2 separate regions of the Mus musculus genome follow, and region 2 is linked to region 1. The links are chromatin contacts, called in public HiChIP or PLAC-seq maps. All regions are on one chromosome and are shown on one strand. The core of a region is the stretch at or near the end of the contact, and the rest is flanking DNA. Distances in the headings are between cores, read along the strand shown.

Region 1 (5,944 bases), core at 2,254-4,753:
TCTTCCCAAGCCAGACTTCTCTCCACTCACCTTGACTGTGCGGATGTAATCCAGAGCATTGGGCACCAAGGATTCTAGCTCAGGGAATCTCTTTGAGTATTTATCCCGGATGAACTTGTGGATAATGTCTAAATGGGACATCAAGGACAGGTGTCTACTGAGGGGGAGGCAGACTCTGCTGCTATCCCCAATACCTACTTCCACCTCTCTAGTAACCAACCCCAAATCATTCTAATTTCCTAGCTGTCTCCAATGCTATGTGCAGGTGGGAGTTTGTTCTACAAAAGTCTACAAAATATGAACTGAAAGTGACAATTTTCAACTTCCAGATCGTGGCCTTAAGGAAACAACTATGGCCTATCTTCCCTCCACATTTGCTGGTAGGGATGCAGAGGTGGGCATCATCCTGGAGCACGTACGAGGTGGCAAAGCCTGGCTGCTCAAGGGGGTCAAAGGATGACTCGAGACCTGCCCTGCTTATTCAGACTTTTATGATGGAGGAGAGTACAATTTATGTTAGTTACTCTGTTATAGAAGATGAACCTAATCAGGGCAATATTTTTGCCCAAGAAAGGCAAACAAAAGAGGTCCAGGTTCATGCCTGTTCTTCCCTTTGGGTCATAACGAAAGAGTGAAGAGCACAGGATACTGGTGTCTCCATAGCCCTTCCCATCACTCACTCAGCTCATTTTCTATCTCCACAGTCAGGTTGTTGGCATCCACAATGACTCGGTACTCAGGAGCTGCCTCCACTGGTCCCATCACTACAAAGAAGAAGGGATATGGATGGGGGAGGAACGAAGCTGGGGACTGAGGTGGAGGCTGGATGGAATCAGAAAGGAGGGGCTGAGGGGGCTACATAAGGGCTGAAGAATTCACTGAGGCTTATATTCCTCTCCAGGAGCCTTACTCCTGCTTCTCATCTTTCTCCTGCAGTCTATCCTCTGGGTCAATCTGGTCTTGACCTCATCTTGCTCCAAAATTAAACCTTCCTATAGCTTCCCAAAGCCTTGAGGCTAGCGAGCAAGATCCTCAGACTGGCACTCAAGGTCTCCCATACAGATGGAGGTCCACGTTCCCCACACCTGCAACCTTGGTGCACACAGCACAGGAGTCCCTTCAGTGAGATCCGGTGACTCGTTGGCTCTACAGCATTATCCTTTCTGCTTTTCTGCTCCATCCTCCCAGCCGCCACCGGGCACTCAAGGCTATTTCACTCCTCCTGCCTTCACAGGTACTGCTCCATCTCCCTGGGACATTCCTTAAGTCTGTTTCTAGAAACCACACTTTATGCATAGACAATTAAATTGGTATTGAGTAATGTGGCCTCACATGTCCCTTTAGGTCATTAAAACTCTGAGGGCATTAAACAACCCCCCACCTCCACCCCAGAAGGGTGACAGTCTGCATGAATTGGGCCACCTCTGCTAGACAGGCTTTGTGTCCACTTCCCCCACTAGTTAAGACACCTGACATGAGCAGACCTGATTCATCAAACTTGACATCAGGCAGTCACGTTCTGTGACTTTCTTTGGCTTTACGGAACAAGAAGTTTCTCTGCCTGCCACTTGGAATCCCTGTAGAAGCTGGCTGGGAGACTCCCATCACTCAGTGAATTAACAGCCCTTGTTCCTTCCCCAGGGTTAGCACAAGTACTCAAATTCCAACAGGGGGCACTTCTTCCCTGACCCAATGCAGGGTTAGTCAGTCCCTTCTGTAGGGACTACAGAGTGGGCATGGTTGCTTCTGCCTCACACTCAGGAGGCTGAAAAAGGATGGTTGCTGAGAGTTCAAGGCCACTATAGGCTACCTAGTAACTTCTAGGCCAGTCTGAACTTCAGAGTGAAACCTTGTCTCCATATTTAAAAATATACGTACATACATGTGTACACACCCTGTCTGTGGATGTGGAAAAGGTCCTATAGTTCAGAGAACCCAGAGACAAGTCTTCTCACAATTAGAAAACACATCAGTTTTATAGTACAATATGCATGTTTATTTTTCTTTCTTCCTTTTTTTTAAACATAGGTGTTGTCTCACTTTCTTCTAAAAAAAATGTATGTATGCGTTTTGCCTGATGTGCATAATATATATATAATGCCCATGGAGAGCAGAAGATGTCAGATCACCAAGAACTGGAGTTACAGATAGTTATGACCCATGTGGATGCTAAGAACTAAACCCAAGACCTCTGGAAGAGCAGCAGATACTCTTAACTATCTCTCCAACTCCATGAATGTACCTATTTCTGAGACAGGGTTTTACCCAGGCTGACTCTGACCAGACTGGACTTGAACTCATTCATGTACCTGCTGCCTCAGTCTCCTAAGTGGTGAGATATAAACACATATCATGTCTGGGTACAATGCAGTATGTTTTCAGAGGGTCAGTAACTGGATTTAAAAAAAAAAAGAAGAATGAATGCTCTGAGGAAAGCTGAGGAGGGAGACACTTGGTGATAAAACCATAAGGAGCAAGAGAGTCGGGGAGTCAGAATGGGCAGAGGAAAGTGAGGGTGGGAGGCACCTTCCGACACGTTGGCTTGCTTGCTGATATACTCCTCAATCTTCATCATGATCTCAGCAAACTGATGAGGAAGGAGAGCACAGTCAGAAACTAGGCCTCTCAGAAAGAACTGCTCTCCGGCCACTCCTCCCTAGGAACGCTGACTTAAAGGGTGCCACCTCACCATCTTGCTGTCCCATAGCTTGGCAATGCTCTTGACTGAATCTCCAGAAAGATCCAGCTGGGTCTCCTCCTGTACATCCTCAATTGCTGGCTCCTCCTCCTCTTCTCCATAGCTTCCTCCTTCCTCTTCTTCTGCTGCCTCCTCGAGGTCAGCCAAGAGCTCATCAGCCAGAGACATCCCAAGGCCTATGGGAAAGGGAGAATGGGGTTCCCTAATACTGCATCTTGACCCTGTCCACTCATATCACCAGAAGGAGCACCTTCTCCCGGATCCCCTTAAGTTTCTTCTTCATCAGCTCCTGTAGCCGCACGCAGGCTCCACAGCTTGCTTAGTTCACGGAGGTTGTCTCCTGTTCCTACCCACACAGAACACAGCACATCCCTCCAGGTACCACCTGACCTGGCAACTTTTCCCCACACCTCTGGGTCTTTGAGCAACTATTCATCTTTGCCTAACCCGGCTCTTTGCTCCCTCACCCTGCCTTCAGTTCTTTCATTCCACCCGTCTGGCCCACGTGCCATATTTCAGCCTAAAGTTATGCTGTGATCCACTCACGTCTTGAATATTAGTTCTAAGGCGCTCCATACGTTTAATATTATTATTTATACTATGATTTAAGTCGCCCGCTACACTTTCTCCTCCAGTAGCTTGGCTTCCGGCCATCCCTTCTTCTCCATCACACTCACCGCTTCGATCCTCTCACAATCGTTTCCAAGAAATCTGCTTCCCCAGAGCTTCGGCTCTCTTTGATGACGTTTACTTGCCGCCGATAAATCTGTGTTTTGATTGGCCGTTTACGACATTTCCGGCAGCGTTTGGACAACAACTTTATTAGCAGCCGCCTCGCGGGACGGCGACCGGGAGTGCTGGGTTCTAGGGCTAGGGGAAGTCGTACGTCGCCGTGGATTGAGCCTGCTAAACAGAGATTCGCTTTGGCTAGTCGACACTGCGACAAGACAGGAGTAAAGAAGGTGACAACGTGGACGATCGGTGCAGGCGCTAGAGGATAAACCGAAGGCTTCAAGCCGCAATTTGGAGTCGGGTGCAAACGAAGGCAGAGTAGGAAACTTTAATTCCCAGTTTTCCTGTGTCGCAAGGCCTGATGGGAGAGGTAGTTTTGCGCAAGACTCCACCTCTCTGAGGCTTGAGGTGTCTCTTGACCAGAGAAATGGAGTTGGAACAGAGAGAGGGGTGAGTAGCTGAGCTTTGTGTAAACGGGGACTCCAAAAACAGCAACGATCGGCTGTAGTGCTCTCAGGGACGATGGGGAAGTTCGTGCAGTTGCTTTCTTTTCGAATCTCTGTGGGAGAACCGGAGGCAGTACTGGAGCATCGTAGGGGAGATTTGGAATTTGCTGTTCTTATGGATCTGAGAGCAAGGAGATTGGAGTGTGGGCTCCAAAGTCTGAGGGAGGAGGCTAGGGTCTGATTCCTCATTGTTAGGGACGAGGACTGGGGCCTGGATCCCTGGCAGTGACCAAGAAGGGCTAGGGTCTGGGCTTCTTGGTAGGAGGGAGGAGGGCTAGAGTCTGGGCTGCTGGGTGTGATGGAGGAGAGGGCTAGGATCTGGGCTCCAGGCTGGGGCCTGGACCTAAGTCCCCCTGGGAGGGACTTGGAGAGCCAGAATATAGGCTCCTAAAACTTCTTGGCCCTACAGGACCATGGCAGCCGTGGGCTTTGAAGAGTTCTCAGCGCCACCAGGCTCAGAGCTGGCTCTGCCTCCCCTGTTTGGTGGCCACATCCTAGAAAGTGAGCTAGAGACAGAAGTGGAATTTGTGTCCGGTGGTCTGGGTGATTCAGGACTCCGGGAGCGAGATGAAGAGGAAGAGGCAGCCCGGGGTCGAAGGCGTCGCCAGCGGGAACTAAATCGTAGAAAGTACCAGGCACTAGGTCGGCGCTGCCGGGAGATCGAGCAGGTAGGTAAGTGTGGATTCCCATTTGGGGGTCCTCTCGCCAGAACTGCCGCCTCGCTGCCGATGCCAACACCACCCCCTCCTCATACCGCCTCCTCCTCCTCCTCATGTCCTTCTTTTTCCCTTTCCTTTTGTACTTGAACAAGTGAACAGATCCATGTGGGTCTAAGTCTGTGCCAGGCACCCTAAGTAGTCTCTTCCAGAATATTTATATTCATTACTTTTCTTGTTGTGACCTGGGAAAAGCAACTTGGGGAAAGGCTTACATTGACTTGGAGTTTAAGGATCTGTGGCGGCAGAGAAGACACAGTGTCAGGGGCATGAGACAGTTGGTGATGTTGCATCCATAGGCAGGAAGCAGAGAGATGGAGAGATGACTACTGGCACTCAGCTTGACTTTCCCTTTTTATTCAGTTTATTCCAGCCCATGATATGGTGCTGCCCACATTTAGAGTAGATCTTCCTACCTCAATTAACCCACATGCCAAAGACATGCATAGGGTCTTGTCTCTTAGGTGATTTTTAGATCTTGTCAAGTTGAAAAATCAGTAATAACCATCACAGCATCAGATACTCTGCCTCTGGTATGTCACAGGTGACTCTCAGATTTCATTCACAGCCTCTCACCTAAGGCACCTCCAGGCTTGCCTACTCTGCCTCTTGAACCTCACTTGGGTCCTTCTTTTCTCAGATTAACTCATCGCGTGAGTCTTTAGTTCACCTCCTTAGTAAGAAGGAGGAAGGAGCTATGGGCAGAATGTAAGTAGGTCTTAGTAAGTCAGGAACACCAGAGAAGAAGTTTGGAATTTGCGCTTTGGATGAATGGGAGCTGGCAAGGGGTTTGAAACTAGTGCACAGACAGGAGGTGGAGGGGGGTGATAGGAGGGCTGGGGTGGAGGGCAGTGTCTCAGTTTCTCCTTTTCATGAGGACAAAGTTCAGGTTGGGCTCTGCACCAGTGACTTCTGTTGAGCCATGGCTGCTTCTGGCATTACTGTGTTTGCATGATGCTCACTTTTTGAAGTATTGGGTTAGGATTCCAACAAATCTTTGTTGGGTGTGGGTGACATCCTGAAACACGGTGTGTGCAAGTCCTGGAAAGGGAGAGGCTGAGGCTGAGGAGATTGGGAAGGGATTCTAAACACTGCTTAGCAAGTGTGGTACTAACAGAGTTCAGGAAGGGGAGAGCTGGACTTACAGGTGTTTGTAAGCTACCTAGTGCGGATGCTGAGATCTGAAATCTGGTGCTCTGAGAGAGAAGCAAGCTCTCTCCATACAGTATATGTTTGTTTATGTATACATATATATGTTTGTATATGTGTGTGTATATATAGATATAGAGAGA
Region 2 (5,944 bases), core at 2,094-4,593, 1.1 Mb before region 1:
TCCCAATTCCCTGGATTCCTCAGGGATCAAGGAGGGGGTGGAGGTGGAGCTGCCTGGCCCTGGACCGCTGCGGATTGGGATTGGGGGGGGGGGGTGCGCCGTCAAGGCCCTCACCGCTAATGACAGGTTTGGGCTGCCTCTGTGGCTGACCTGCCTCGTCACCCCCCAGAGGCCAGACAGGACCCCCCAGGGACAGACAGACGGACACACACAGCCTGGGATGTGCTGACATCATGCCCAGCCAGCACCAGCTCACCCCAGGGGCCAGCACACCATCAAGGAAGGCCCCCCCTGGCTAGATCCCCACATCCTAGGGACACCTCGTGATATGCTTCAGAGACCTTCTACCCTCTGCCTCTGTGTTTGAGTACTCAAGTTGGCCTCCCTAGCACTCTTTTGCTTCTGTCTTCTCGTCATTGGGCTGTGAGATCCTGTTTGTATTTGTTTATTTCTGCTGTCTTCCGTCATTTTGGGGGGATTCCCAAAAGCCTCCTACCTCATCTGTCTCTCTGTCTCATTTCCATAGAACTGGTATCCCAACCCTCACCCAGGGAAGACCCAGGCAGGACTCCCAAGTCCACTCTTCAGTCCTTCTGTGGTCACTCTGGGGAAGATGAGTCTTTCCCCACAATCCCCAGGTTGGAAAGTGGAGCAGGACTGAGAACGAGCAAGGAGCCCACCACCCAGACTCACAAACTTCCTCAAACACAAAGCTCTCCCAATTGTAGGACATCACATATTTTTTCCACCTATATAAAAATGAGGGTTTAGTACCCTGGATCTGAGGAAGAAGGGCTGGCAGGGGTCTGTTCCCTGGCCTGGGTCTGATGGAGGAGGGCTGGCTGGCTGGGGTCTGTTCCCTGGGTCTGAGGGAAGAGGGCTGGGATCTAGAACCCTGGTTCTGAAAAGAGCAAGGGTCTGTACACTGGGTATGACAGAAGAGGGTTGGTTGGCCAAGTACCTGAGAGCCTGGATCAGAGGGAGGAGGGCTAGGGTTTGTACCCAGGGTTTGAGTTTAACCCTCTCAGGAGGGTTAAATACCTGAGAACCTGGGCCTGAGGGAAGAGGGCTGGGATCTGTACCCTGGGTTTAAGGAATATGGGGAGATGAGGAGGTGGGGGAATGGTATGAGTTCTTCAATCTCAGTTGGGGGAAGGGGCTGGCATTTGCAGTCCCTGGTATTGGCCAGGTCTGGCTACAAGCCCAGTCCCCTGTCCCCTCAGGCCAGTCCATTCCCCAGGCTGGTGGCCTGAGTCACCTTGGCTAGCCCCCATAGTCTGGGGGGGTGCTACGTCAGCTCTCCCCTCACTGACGCAGCCTTGGGCCCCCCACGATGACTCAGCCGGAAACAGGCCCCCTGAGGGGCGGAGACCCAGTGGTCAGAAGCCTGGGTCCCAGCAGAAGCAGGGGCTGAGGAGGGCCCCTGGGGGGCCTCTCAAAGGGGTGGTGTGACAAACCAAGAAAGGGAGAGAAAGAGCTCTTACCTGAGGTGATGAGGTCATACCCCACCATTGGGGTGGGAGTGGGGGCTCTGACCTCACCCCCTGGGGGATCTGAGCAGTTCTTCCCCCCTAGTGGTGAAAGATGGGGAGGGGAAGCCTCTGGCTGCCAGTCAGTCCAGAGCCAGCCCTCACCCTACTCCCCCATCTCCAGCCAATGCAATGGGCCCAAAAGATGGGCATGGGTGGTCTACAAAGAGATTTTTTGCAGTTCATGTAACTGTCCTGTGTTCAGAGCTATCCCATTTCCCTCTTGAGGAGGCTTCTGGGAATATATGTGAGCTGATTTTGGTGTCGCCATCCCTTAAGGGCCTGTGAATTCTGAACCAATGGTAGTCACCTGTTGAACACGGTATGTGGGTATTGCTGCAGTCACTGAACTGGTGTGTTTGGCTCTTTCCTGGATAGACACCCCCTTCTCTGAATGCGGCTTTGTCTAAGTTTCTAGTACCCATCCACTCACCACTCATTTTGCCATCTCTCGCAGTGACTACCTGTGCCTCAGTATAGCTGATAAACTGTAACCATGAGATCAAAAACATTTCTCTAGTAGTAGTTTGTACAAGACTCCTCACTGTGGCATTTAGGGGTAGGAAGGGATGTATGTGTGTCTGGGAGTGTATGTATATGTGGGTAGATTATCTGTACTTACATGCAAGTGTACAGAGGCCAGAGGGGGACACTGGGAAGTTCTAGCACTCTCAACCTTACGCTCTTGAGAAAGGGTCTCTCACTGAACCTGGAGCTAGGCTGGAAGACAAGCCCTAGTGACCCCGCCATCTCCACCTCTCCACCCACAGGGCTGCAGTTACACATGCTCAGCTTTTTATATACGTGCTGTGGATTCAACTCAGCTCCTCATGTTTGTGCAGCAAGCACTCTTACCCCCTGGGTCATCTCCTTAGCCATAGAAGATAGTCTCAGCCCCATTTACAGAACTGGCAAGTTGGGGGGAAGGGCAGCAACACAGCCAGAGACACCTCTGTAGAAAGCCTTTATTCCTTTTTCTTTTGGTCCTCAGCTACCTCATCTAACCTGTCTCCCAGGTGACCTCATCTTTGGTATTCTTCTGCAGCCTGAGTCTTCTCTTCCCATGTCTGTGGCCCCTTTCCGCTTGGGGATCGCTGCTTCTTTTTTAAAATGGGGTTTCAAGTAGCCCAGGTTAGCTTCAGTCTCACTGTGTAGCTAAGGATGACCTTGAACTTACTTCTGAACCTCCTGCTTTCGCCTTCCCAGTGCTGAGAGTGCAGGTGTGTATGTACCATCACTCTGCCAATTGAGCCACATCCTCAGCTCCTCAGTTCCCAGTGTCTCTCCATCTCAGAGGCTAGGTATCTCTATATCCTGCTGTCCCCATCTCTGTGCATTTGTCAGCCATTCTGGGTTTAGAGGCTCCATCTCTGCCCCAGTGTTCTCTCTGTCGTCCAGATTCTCCCCCCTCACCTCCACCTCCTCAGGCCCTGGACTTGCCTCTTCTACTGCCTCACCATCTCTCAGTACTAGTCCTGGTCCATGCAGACCACCACCCACAGCCAGGCTCCATAGAGCTCTTGAGCCTTGTGTGTCTGTCCCAGCCCGTGGAGGTGGAGGGAGGGGACGCCAATGACCTCACCGGCCCCTCTCAGACCACCCCCCCTTCACTTTTCAACTTTTCCAACTTTTCCTTCCGTGCCCTCCTCCAAGCAAGGCGGTGTGAGCCCTGCTAGGCAGCCGGCTCGTCTGAATGGAAAAGGCAGGAGGGAGGGTGAGTCAGGATGTGTCAGGCCGCCCTCCCCTGCTGCCTGCCCCCCGCCCGCCCGCCCCGGCCCCCTATATAACCCCCCAGGCGTACACACTCCCTCACTGCCTGGCCCTTGCTGCTCACACTCACAAACCTCCCCTCCCCAGGCCGAGGCCCAGCTGACCCCCTGGGTCCCCCGGCAGCGGACAGGGAAGGGTTAAAGCCCCCCCCCCCGGCTCCCTGCCCCCTGCCCTGGGGAACCCCTGGCCTGTGGGGACATGAACTGTAAGTTGGTTCCAGTTCATGGGTGAGGGGACAGGGTTGGGGGGGGGGAAGGATTGAGGGAGTGGGGAGGATGCGAAGCAGAGTAGGGACAGAGGGATAGAAAAGAGGAGTCACGGGGAGTCAGATTGAGAAAGAATAGTGAGAAAAGTGGGAGTTTAAGAGAAGAGATGGACAGAGAAAGAGACAGAACAAGGCAAGGGACAGCCAGACAAGGACAGAGGGACAGATGCTGGGAGGGAGGTGATCCTTAAGGGATCGGGTATCCCAGGGAGTCAGTGGGAATCTAGGAACAGAGACAACCACGAACTCCAACAGCGCGTCTCAGGGTGGGAAACTGAGGCAGAGAATCCCAGATGACAGCAAGCCCCAGAGGACGAGAAACAGGCAGGGGAGGCAGACGAAAGAGAGGTGCGGACAGAGAGCTTAAAGAGCCAGACAGATGCGCACCGGCTAGGGGACGGGTGCACCGACAGACGGCCCAGGAGGGGCTTGCGAAGGACTAGGCATAGCTAGAGGGGACCAGGGGGCGGGCTGGGGGTGTGATACTTGAGCTTGGTGGCCCGGGGGGCTCTGATTGGCTGGCTGTCTCAGAGGTGGGCGGGGCAGCTGGGGGATGGGCAGCCGGCAAAGGAGCTGTCCCTAGCCCCTGAGCCCCGAACGCGGCCCGACGGGTCTTCAGCTGCGTGCGTCCCTGAGCGCCTCTCAGACCAGGTGCGCCCAGGTCCTCCCCGACCCAACGGCCCAGCCCTCTGCAGCCACCTTTGAGGGCATATGGGAATGGGTCCAGGCACCTTCCTGGAGAGGAATCCGTGTGTTCGGGTGTCAGCTCCAGTCTCTGACTCCTACCACTGTTCCCAGGCCGGCTAGGGCTCCCGGGGCAGGGGAGGGGGGCAGGTTCTGGCCTGTACCTCCCCCCCCCCCGTCATGCCCCGCCCCGGGGCCCAGATTCCGGCGTCCGGGGGCGGACGGGAGACGCCCGGCCCGTCTACCCGCCCCGGGCCGCGTCTGCTCCGACGGGCGGGGCAGCCAGAGCCAGGGAGGGAGAGGGAAGCCCGCCCGGGCTCGGGCTTTGCGACCTGCCCCGGGGCGCCCCACCCTGAGACTCAAGACCTCCAGGTCCTCCTCCCTCAGATCCAGGCGTTCAGACTCCAGCCCTCCTCCCTCAGACCCAGGAGCCCAAACCTCAGCTCTTCTCCCTAGAACCTGGAGTCCAGAGTCTAGCCCTTATTCTGCAGATCCAGGGTCCCGAGGCCCAGCCTGCCCTCCCTCAGACCCAGAATCCAGGCTCCATCCATCCCTCCTCCTCCAGACCGTAAAGTCCAGACCACAGTCCTTCAAGACCAAAATTCCGAACCCTAGCTTACCTCACTCAGACCCAGGTTCTAGACTCTAGCCCTTCTTCCTCAGAGGCAGAAGAATCTAGACCCCAGTCCTACTCCCTCAGACCCAGAGTTTGGCCTGATTTCTCCCTTCTGTCCACAGGTGTTTGTCGCCTGGTCCTGGTGGTGCTGAGCCTCTGGCCAGATAGAGTCGTTGCCCCTGGGCCACCAGCTGGCTCCCCTCGAGTCTCTTCAGACCCTCGAGCAGATCTGGACAGCGCTGTTCTCCTAACCCGATCCCTCCTGGCAGACACACGGCAACTAGCTGCACAGATGGTAGGAGATTGGAGGGACAGGGAATATAGAATGACAGTCACTTCTCTCTCTTGGGCACTTGACGAAGGGGAGAGCTTGGGGTTCCCCTCACAGCTTCTTTCTCACCAGAGAGACAAATTCCCAGCTGACGGAGATCACAGTCTGGACTCCCTGCCCACCTTGGCCATGAGCGCTGGGACATTGGGATCTTTGCAGGTGAGCGCTGGCTGATAGGGAGGGCTGAAAGACTGATGGCTGAGGGATGCATGTGTTAACGGTTCCCTGGTTTCCATTCTTTGTCCCTAGCTTCCTGGTGTGCTGACAAGGCTTCGAGTAGACTTGATGTCCTACCTCCGGCATGTACAATGGCTGCGCCGTGCAGGTGGTCCTTCCCTAAAGACTCTGGAGCCAGAGCTGGGTGCCCTGCAAGCCCGACTGGAACGGCTACTCCGCCGTTTACAGCTCTTGGTATGCTCTGACTCCAAGACCTTTGACTTCCATTCTGATCCCTTTGACCCTAAGAAACAACAGCCTGAGGTTTTGATTCCTCCATCCACCCAGACAGGGTTTCTCTGCGTAGCCCTGGCGGTCCTGGAACTCCCTCTGTAGACCAGGCTGGCCTCAAATTCAGAAATCCGCCTGCTTCTGCCTCCCAAGTGCTGGGATTAAAGGCGTGCGCCACCACTGCTGGGCTTCAGAGCAACTCTTAACCAATCCCCAAGGCTACAAGCCACCATAGACCATTGTTTTGTGTCCCCCAAATCGCAGCCCATGATAGTATGAAACCCCAACCCTGACCACTTGTC

What was found. HiChIP or PLAC-seq counts read pairs in DNA pulled down with a chosen protein or histone mark.
Region 2: a contact with region 1 is called in an H3K4me3 HiChIP or PLAC-seq map of stem cell-derived neural progenitor cells, with 2.7 times the contacts expected there. The contact joins the promoter of Il11 here to the promoter of Tfpt in region 1. A contact is called at or near these places in 5 of 39 promoter capture datasets (cranial neural crest, hippocampal neurons, liver and 2 more), 1 of 484 Hi-C or Micro-C datasets (cerebellum), 5 of 115 datasets of contacts at active chromatin or transcription factors (embryonic stem cells, large pre-B cells, pancreatic cancer cells and 1 more) and 1 of 9 other capture datasets (adipose tissue).

What each region holds. Positions count from the first base shown.
Region 1 is chr7:3,627,488-3,633,431 of GRCm38.p6, reverse strand. It overlaps Tfpt (TCF3 (E2A) fusion partner), which reads left to right and starts at 3,503. Exons shown (of 6, transcript NM_001290381.1): 1 at 3,503-3,880; 2 at 4,346-4,604. The coding sequence starts at 3,858. Prpf31 (pre-mRNA processing factor 31) reads right to left here and starts at 3,447. Exons shown (of 14, transcript NM_027328.4): 1 at 3,376-3,447; 2 at 2,690-2,874; 3 at 2,527-2,587; 4 at 681-764; 5 at 31-128. The coding sequence starts at 2,866. Gm15927 (a long non-coding RNA gene) reads left to right here. Exons shown (of 6, transcript XR_003946711.1): 4 at 1-394; 5 at 937-1,234; 6 at 2,029-2,361.
Region 2 is chr7:4,775,540-4,781,483 of GRCm38.p6, reverse strand. It overlaps Il11 (interleukin 11), which reads left to right and starts at 3,343. Exons shown (of 5, transcript NM_008350.4): 1 at 3,343-3,504; 2 at 4,987-5,159; 3 at 5,268-5,354; 4 at 5,445-5,606. The coding sequence starts at 3,498.